2 separate regions of the Ovis aries genome follow, and region 2 is linked to region 1. The links are chromatin contacts, called in public Hi-C maps. All regions are on one chromosome and are shown on one strand. The core of a region is the stretch at or near the end of the contact, and the rest is flanking DNA. Distances in the headings are between cores, read along the strand shown. Region 1 has its middle 99 kb from the start of OXGR1. Region 2 holds the start of MBNL2 (muscleblind like splicing regulator 2).

Region 1 (4,752 bases), core at 1,149-3,648:
TTCCCAAATAGCTGGAAACCTTGTCCTGACAGCCTCGCGGCCTGTCAGAGGCCCATCGTTGTTTATCATACTCACGTTCAGTTACGCTTGGCATGTGCTCTAGGTCTGGAAACTCTGCCAGATACCATCTCTGACTGCAACTTGGCCGCCTCTGACTTAGTGGGTTTGATTAGCATTTGATTGGTATTTTATCATCAGTTCAAGAGTGGACATCATTTGGGCCTTCTTAGATAAGTTGAAGAGAGTGTTTTCATGAAACTGGAGTAGCCCTCCAGGCACCATGTTCAGAGGGAGAGCTCTGGGAAGGATGCTAATTTATTTTTGGCACTAGATCTGACTTTCTTCACTGGTGAATATAATAATCAGGCCAAATCCTAACTTTATGATAGCTGCCCTGAATCTGTATTGACTCAGTTTTCCTAATGCCTTCCTCCAAGTATGTGCAAGGTCCCATCCAAAGTCCTGGAAAATATGCTCAGTCCATCTCCTTTTATTGTTTCTAGAGAACTATCCTTATTTGGACAAATAGTTCAGACTGTCTTCCATAAAATCAGAGAATGGGATCATATAACCTCTAAGGTGTCTTTCAGTTTGTTTGCTTTGGGATTTTGAAATTTTCCATTAAATTGTCTGAGAGGCGGAGATGCTTCCCAGCCCTATGTGGGCAAAGCAATCCTTAAAATATTTTATAAGCTGAAGATCACAATGAACTAGAAGAAAGTCATAAGTCAATATCCAAACTAGACAGGACTGAAATGTCCACCCACTTCCTATCAATAAAGAAACAAACGAAAATGCCTTGAGGATTGATTCAGACTGAAAGCAAGTATGCCTGAAGCAAAGGATGAATGATAGAAAAAAAAGAAACACAAAAACAGAGCGGGGGAGGAAATTTTTGGAGGCAATGGATACGTTTATGGCATTGATTATAATGATGGTTTTGAGGGCACACTTACCTCCAGACACATCAAATTGTATTCATTAAATATCTACAACTTTTTATATGTTGATCTTACCTCAATAAAGCAGATTAAAATAATTTAAAGTTTCCACCAGCTCATTAAGTGGGACCTCAGGGACTTGTGCCAAAAAATATAAAAATGTTCATGTCTCCTGGAGCCTGACAGGCATGGATGAACCTGCTCAGTTTGTAGTGTTCATTTCTCAGCAACATTAACCGTGTATTTTGAATGGGCGAGATTGACTGGGAAATTTCACCAGTGATCAACATTTAAAACTTGAAGGCTTGTTTCAAAAACACAGCTTTGAAATAATTTGGTAGCCTCTGAAGAATATGACTGCAAGGAGATCAAACCAGTCAATCCCAAAGGAAATCAGTCCTGAATATTCATTGGAAGGACTAATGCTGAAGCTGAAACTCCAATCCTTTGGATGCAAAGAACTGACTCATTGGATAAGACCCTGATGCTGGGAAAGATTGAAGGAAGAGAGAGAAAGGGGACTTAAAAGGATGAGATGGTTGAATGGCATCACCAACTCAAAGGACATGACTTTGAGCAAGCTCTGGGAGTTGGTGATGGACAGGGAAACCTGGTGTGCTGCAGTCCATGGGGTCGCAAAGTCGGACACGACTGAATGACTTACCTGACTAATTGAAGAATATGTCAGGGGGTCCAGTATGCTGGTGCTACTAGGTGGGTGTGGAAGCTAGTCCCCCGTAGCTTTGTTTGATGAGAAATGCAGAGTCCCCCTGGGGAAGATGATCCCATAGTCTACTCCTGCTTAAGAAGAGCAGATACATGTACCCCATCTTCCCTATCCATTCATCTGTTGATGGACACCTAGGTTGCTTCCATGACCTGACTATTATAAATAGTGAACATTGGGGTACATGTGCCTGTTTGAATTATGGTCTTCTCAGGGTGTTGTACTCAGAATGTGAGAACTGAAAGGCACCACAGAGCCCACCTCAGTCAGTCCCTCATCTGAAAAATGAAGAACATCAAGACCCAACATGACCAAGTATCTGGTCCAGCCCCTTAGCTAAGGAATAAAAGAGCCAGGTATAGAAACCTGGTATTTGGAAGTCAGAAAGGGCCCCCCTTCCAAACTTGGCTGGATCTCTCCCTAGTGATACTTCCCTCACTAACGTCAATCCCCAATCTTCCCCCAGCTTCAGGTTCTTCATATTCGAAACAGGAGTGGTCCCCCTGCTTCTAAGAGCTCCTGCTCAGAGTGCATTTGAGTACATCCTTGCTCGGTCCCTTCTATGTTGAGAAGGCACTTGCTCTTTTCTCGCCCTCCGCTTCTCTTATCTTTTGTATTTAATCGAAGCGCCAAGAGGTCAGTGGTTTCCTTTTCTCACACGTGCTCTCGTTGCAGTCCGGTGTTGCATAACCTACTAGCTGAGGATACAGGTCCCCTGGGAGCCGCGGCGATGCGACGAGACTCGTGGGCGGGCGTCTGGCCAGCAGAGGGCAGCAGAGCTCGGGCCGGGCGCCCCCGCAGCCTGGTCGGCGCCCCGCTAGCCGCGCCGTTTCCCTTGGGGGGAGGTCGACCGAGCGCTCCTTGCAGCGTGTTCTTTCCAGTGGAGCATTTTTTCCTGTCTTATTCCAGCGAGGACACAGTGTTTTGGCAATTCTTGTTTAAGTCTCTGCTTTCTTTGGTTCGGTTTTGTTTGCGGGGTGATCACTGAGATTTATTAGACGTCTTCCTTGTACACCAGGCACCTAATAGTCATTTTTACAGTTATTCCCGATTTAGAAAGGATAACTGTTAATCGGATGAGTTGAGTAACGGGTAAGAAGCGAAGGCTTTTTCTAAACCAAGGATGGGGCTGGGATGAAGAAGGGGAAGGTATTTGATGTCACTGAGTCTGCCTCCCTTCTGTCCAAACACATTGGACATTTATGAAGTGCCCTATGTGAGCTGGGAGCTTTTATAAATGCAGGGGAAGAGGAAACAGGAATATGAAAAGTGTTTTTCTTAATTTTATATGGTTTCCCCCCCGCCCCCCCCCTGCTCTGAGCAACTGATCTGGGAGGAGGTAGGGCTTGTTAGGAACCAGAATCTCAGGCCACACCCCAAAACCACCGAATCAGAACCGACAGGTTTGCAAACTCCCTGGGGTGAATTTCCTGCACTTTCCAACGTGAGAAACGAGGCCCTGGAGGGCAGCCAGTCGCTGCCTTCAAATATTTGGAGGGCCAATATTTGAAAGAGAGAGCATATTTGTTTTGCTTTGCTCTAAAAGGCAGGTTTAGGTTTAATTAACGTAAGCCACAGGAGAAGGAGTTTTCCAAATCCTTAAGGAGCAGGGAGTTGGGAGTTGGACTTTGTCCCAACCTTACTAGCTTTCTAGTAGTCTCGCAGCTGAATTGACTTTGGAGGAGACCCGCTAAAGCACTTCTCTCTGATTCTCATTATCTATAAACTGGGGATGTTGGTATGTAAACAATTATAGCTGTTTTTTCTATAAATGAGGTAATGGCATTTGAAAATGATTTGTATATCTGAAAATTGTATTTTGTATATTGAAAATGCTATAAAATGTCCATTGTAACTTGTCACCATTTGCAGTGCCCAGGATGGGAAGTGTATTTCCCTGTGGGGGACTGAAGACTCGGGAAGAATTAATGGACAGTAGGAAAGGATTCAGGGAAGTCTGTTTGGGGCTCGTAAGAAATTCCACGGGGGGACAGAGGTGTTGAAGAGCTGGAAGGTGGAGCCAATGGCAAAATTAGAACTAAGCCAGAAGTTGACTCGTTGCATTTTTACTGTGTCATGAGGAAGACAGCCCCACCCATCCAGTCCCACGTCCTTCAAACTCCTGGCTCTAGAAACCCAACGTCAGTGGCATCGGGTTGGTTAGGAGCCTTCTGAGTCACCTAGACCCTTGGGGGTACCAAGAGGACAGGGGAAAGAAGTCTGTTTACTGTTTCTTAATGCCTCTGCAATTCAATTCAATTAAGAGCAAGTGAAAGCAATGCCAAGAAGAGCCATCACGGAGATGGGTTGTGACCGCTGGAGCCCAAAACAGCACTTGTCTCATCAGCACCGTGTTATTAAGGAGAAGGGAAACGGTGGCCTCTTCTGGGAGGCCTGAGGCCCTCGGAGCTGTGGGTCCTCTCCTCGCAGGGTGAGAGTGAAGAGAACCAGCGTGGGAAGCTCACTGGGACCCGGCACATGGCATTCCTCCAGAAATGCTCATGTCCAGGACATATTGACACTGATGATGCTACGTATGAAATAGATAACCGGGGAGAACAAATAGATAACTAGGGAGAAATGCTGTAGAGCACAGGGAACTCCACTCAATGCTCTTGACCTAAATGTGAAGGAAACTGAGAGAGGATACATGTATTTGTGTGACTGCCCAACTCAGCTGCACCGTAGAAACTAATATAACACTGTAAAGCAACTGTAGTTCAATATTAAAAAAAAAAAAAAGAAAAAGAAATGCTCATGGACGAATGGCTGACAAGCAGGAAAGTCAGCCAGCAGCTCTTTTCAACCTTCACCCCCACCCTCCCATCTACATATTCCACAGAACACTCCAAACAGGGCAAAGCTCCCACCAGCGCGGTTCTGATTCAGCCCTTCGGTCTTGAGTGGCACCTCTAAACCCTGGGATATTTAGGAAAGGACACACTATACAGAAATGCATCCCACCACACTGAAGCAGGCTCTGCTTCAGAGATCGCTTGTGAGCCGGACAGGTTATTTTCTCATTGTTGTTCTGGTCACCTGTTACTGGGGGCTGTGATCAAGCTGAACACTGCCATCATGCCA
Region 2 (4,752 bases), core at 633-3,132, 130 kb after region 1:
GAAAGGGAGGGCCCAGATTATGAAGGACCTTGAAAGTCAGTCATTTGGATTTTATAGAGAGAAGACTTGACTATGAAAGGAACATGACACCACATGACTTTGGAAAACCTGTCTGGCAACTGGGGAGTGTGAACATGGGCAGGCTTGAATCTCAGAAGCTAGCTTATTAGCATTTGTATTAGCTGGGTAATAGGTCAGAGTTGTGAACTAGCTAGAAGGAAAAAAATCAACCAGATTTAGTTTCACTGAATGAAAATAGAAGAATGAGTCAAAGAAGACTAAACTTTGAGGATTGGAATCAAGGGAAAGATAGTTTTAAAGTCATAATCAGAGAGGGGTCAAGAGGGGGATATCCATAAACCTGTGATATTCCATTTACATGCAGCATGATACTAAGGATATTTAAAAATAGTGGTTTACCTGTTCAACCACAGAGATCATTTAAATTTCTAGAAAAATTATAGTAGATGATAGCCTGCAAGTTATGTATATGATGGATTTATACTGGAATGAAACGATAAGTATAAGATTCGAGGGGAATAAAGTACAGTATTCTATTAAAAGAAACAACCTACAAACCATTATGAAATATTGTGATTTTTAAATGAAATTGATAAAATCAAAAGAAACCATTACATTGCATTCCATCTGTCACTTCATTACAGATGCAGCGAACAATCACTTATAAACAATAGCGCCAAGGATTCAACCTTTCAGACTTTGTTCCTGCCTTGGTCTAGCTTTGTAATCATAACACAAGTTTTCCCAAAAAATTCAAAATGTTGTGTTTAGTGGAAGGAAAATGTGTGCTTTTCGTGTTTTCTAAACACCACATATATATATGTGTATATATATATACACAGAGTAACATTGACTGGGGAAGATAAATAAACTTTACTAACCTTTCTGTTCCTTTTTTGCTTTATCTCAGGGAACTTCAGCACCTCCACATTATCCTTTGTGGGGTTGCACCTGATGGCGCCCCTAGGATCACGTGACAAGTGTTTTCAACAGTAAACATCCTCTGGTTAATGGTTGCTTCATTAATGACGATCTGGACCAGTGCACGGTATTTGTCAAGTGGTGAGGAACCTTAGAGTCAGGTGACAGCACACCTAATCCTCTCGGGGGGCCTGCCAAGGGTGAAGCAGAGATATCAATTCCATTGTTCAGAATTCCTTAATTGAAGGTCCCCAGGAGCCTGAAAACTTGGAGAAAAGGTATATGAGCTCCAGTAAGTAACCACGGCCATAACAGATGTTATACAGGAAAACTGTGTTCGGGACACAAGCCTGTTTTGACTTTGACTATGCACTTGGGTTAACACGTTCCTCCTCACTAGTGAAAACCAGATGCAAATGTTTTGCAAGGTGTATTCATTTCCATGGCAGACATGGAATTGTTTGCCTTTAAAGATAGACAGATAGATAGATAGATAGATAGATAGATAGATAGATAGATAGATAGATAGATAGATAGATGCTTTGTCCAATGGGATAACGACTTCAGTTTCATGGACAACCTGGAGGTCTCCTGAATCTGCCCGAGTTTTGTGTTTTCCAAAGTATTGACAGTGCCACCGCGGGCTCTGGGCTGGCTAGGCTTAAAGGGTGTTCTCGGGGAGCTACCCCCTCTCTCTGCTCTGCCAATGATGTGCCACTTTGTCTGGGGGCTCTGACTGCTTTCTTCCGAGAGGGAAATTCCTCTTTCTTCAGTATGGATGCACTGTTTTCACACACCGCAAGTGCTGTGTTGCTGTGTCAGTCATCCTATGAGGGCCCGGTTCAGACGAGCAGCGCTGACGAGCTGGCTGGCGATTGGCTGCCCGCGGCGGGGAGGGATTTGTCGGAAGGAAGGGCTGCAGCTTACAGCAACAGAGTTTAGACTGTCTTTGCTTCATCATCTGAAGGCAAAATTTTCCAGATACGGCAGACGGCTCCCAGAGTACAATAAGCAGGGAATGAGAACTATTTACATGGAAATTTCTTCCTCAGGATGCAGCGAAGAAACCGCGGCCGCTTGATTCTACCAGATGTTCCTGGGGTTACTGTAACAGAGAAGGAGAGACAGAGCTAAACAAGGTAGGGAAATCGTCCCCCCGCCTCTCCTTTTTTTTTCCCCCCTGAATGTTTGAAGAGTTTGCTGCAGTGTGCTGCATTCCGTGTGTGTTGCTTCAGGAAGCCAGGGAAACCGGGTTCCACTAATTCAAATGAAATCCTTGCAGGGGGGGACCCTGGAGTTTTACGTAACGTTTTGATTTGAAAAAAAAAAAAAAAAAGAAAGAAAGAAATGGCCAAGCGTGAATCTCTGCCGCCTGTTTGGGGTGAAGCATAAAACGAGTTTTTATTTCAAAGAATAGGACCATTGATTACTCAACAGAAACCATTTGAATTCTTGGGGACCTTCTTCTTTTCTGGTTCTAGAAAAAAATTTTTTCAGACTGCCATAGTTAGCTCCCGAATAAATAAAGTTTGCGTTGATCCTAAGATTTGAAAACAGACTCGTGATTAAGGGGGGGCGAAAAAAACTTCCTGGTAAATAATTATGGATGAAATGTTTTTTAAAGAAAAAATACATCGACTTATGGGATATTAGGGACCTACCTAGCTCTCCAATGCCATGGCTTTTAATTGAGTTTCAAAAGCACATTTTAACAAGCCAGCTAGAGGTAGCTTTCTGACAAGTTTTCGATACTGTAGTTCAATGTTTACATTTCTTTTTCTGGCATGTCTGAGCCTTTGTTTCCAGCTTAAAAGTGGAACCATTATATTCAAAAGTAAAGCTGGGTTAATAATGCTTACTGCAATTATCTGATCTTTATGCATTTTTAATGAGAACACACAGCCAGCAGAATAATTTAATGAGGGCAGGCTAGCTTTTTAAAGCTGTGTTTTCACTGTGCCGAACCATATCAACTTTCTTGCCGAGAAGCAGCAGTGAGAAATGATGGAGAAGATTTATTTTTAACACACTTGGCCCAAGAGAAGGAAAGGATATATTTGTTAAAGAATTCTTTCTGCCCTTTTCCGTTTTAAATTTCTGCCAGGCATGAGGAAACTGTGCTTTTTTGTTAGGCCTCGGAAGCATATGTTTACAATAAATGTGTAACATTTTTAGAATAGTTAGCAAGCACTGAAGCGAAGGAAAAAAAAAATCTGACTAGCCTAACCACTACCATGGTGAATGTTCTTCAAGAAACACCGCTGGCCTTTGAAAAAGACAAAGGTTAAGTGGAAAGCTATTTGTTGATTGAGTAATATGTGCATTGTGAGGATAATAAAGTAAAAATAATAATAATAATAAAGAGGTTCTTAGAGCCTCTAAATAAGATGAAGTTTCTTCAGCCAGCTTGTCTGAGCAGTGGAAGTCCTCATTTAAATAAGGGCATTGCCACGTAGATTCTTCTAGACCCACTGTTTTTACTTTCAAGGAGAAGTGCAGGACACTCGCCCAGAACTTCTGACGTCATCTCCCAACTATTTTCTGCTGTGTGTTCTTTTATTCAAGCTCGTGGAGAGGAATATTTCTTTATGTCCTGGCTAGGAACGTTCGGACTCTTCCTTGGCAGGTCTTGAGTTATGTCTTCATTTTCCCATCCTTTCTAAAACCGGAGCCGATTCTCCAGCAGAAATGGGGTATCTTCTCCTACCTGCCTCCTCTCGTCGGGCAGGTCGTTTATCTGCAGGGCTCTGGCTGTGGTGGGGAGTGGACTGGCCCTGCCTCAGGCCTCGGTCCCCTCAGCGCAGTCTGTCTCTTGGCACCTGGGTGGACATCACCCAGCTTCCCCCGGGGCCACTCTTTAGGACTCAGGCTATGCCACCAAGTTCACGGCTGGCAGTGATGCTGGGAACAGCTCCTCTGGTAGAAAGATCACCGTGCTCTCGTGTCGATGGACCCAGGGAAGGGCAGTCCGGCATGGCAGGCTCTTCGCCCCATGTCACAAGTGGCAGCCTTGGTCACAGCGATCCAGGGACAGTTAGTTTTTAATAGGGAGCCTTTCGGGGAAAGAATTTCCATCAGAACAGCCTGGAGTTCTGGGGAGTTCCCGGCCCTAGTTTGCACCCTCTTTAGGACTGCTTGGGTTGTGTAGCCTCTAACAAGCACCATCTCAGTTTTTTCTCTTCCTTAATAGAATTGATTAATACTTGCTACACTTTCCTTTATACTTCTAGCATTTTGAGAGACCTTGACCTTGCATCAGAAAAAAAAAAAAAAAAAGTTGTTTGTCTCTTGACACAGTGAGCTAGGATAAAACCACCCTATGAATGAAACTGGAAAATGCCTTACGGTGTTAAGATACATAGTCATGGATACAGAACCCTTCACTCTACGTCATGTTCACGTAAATTTTCTAGGGATATTCATCCTCAGACCACGACATACGATTTCCAAGAAAATCAGAGCGTCGCTTGTGTGCGTGTTCTCCTTTGATCTTGTGCAATATTACTAGAAGCTATGCAAACCAGATCCTTTCAGACACAGGCCTTGTAGTACCCAAAGCATTTAGTGCTCTTTTTGCTTTGACTTGGGTATGAAATGTGTGCAAGTGGAGTGAGTAAGAGAGAAAATAAGAGGAGGGGAGAAAAATACGCTTGTGAAATCTACTGGTTGTATAGCGTCCCTGGTTAACAGCCTGCCTTCTGCCTGCTAGTTGTTTTAATTTGCTGTTGCTATGGTAAAAACAAATCAATATCACATGGCTACCAGCCAGTCCCGCTCGGGGCGTGCCATAGAGACTCGAGATCAGGTACT

Evidence for each region. Hi-C and Micro-C count contacts between places; a contact is called where the count stands out from the background.
Region 2: a Hi-C map of liver shows a contact between it and region 1, with 3 times the contacts expected there. The contact joins the promoter of MBNL2 here to the enhancer-like site in region 1. A contact is called at or near these places in 2 of 16 Hi-C or Micro-C datasets (hypothalamus and liver).

The regions. Positions count from the first base shown.
Region 1 is chr10:73,624,338-73,629,089 of ARS-UI_Ramb_v3.0, forward strand. No RefSeq gene overlaps it. Among named protein-coding and RNA genes, the nearest start is that of OXGR1, 99 kb to the left of the region's middle. Within about 2 kb of position 2,399, at least 6 of the 54 cell types and tissues checked have an H3K27ac peak or open chromatin away from gene starts, as enhancers often do. A contact at or near this core is called in liver, where this site is marked.
Region 2 is chr10:73,752,206-73,756,957 of ARS-UI_Ramb_v3.0, forward strand. It overlaps MBNL2 (muscleblind like splicing regulator 2), which reads left to right and starts at 1,883. Exons shown (of 8, transcript XM_060394207.1): 1 at 1,883-4,752.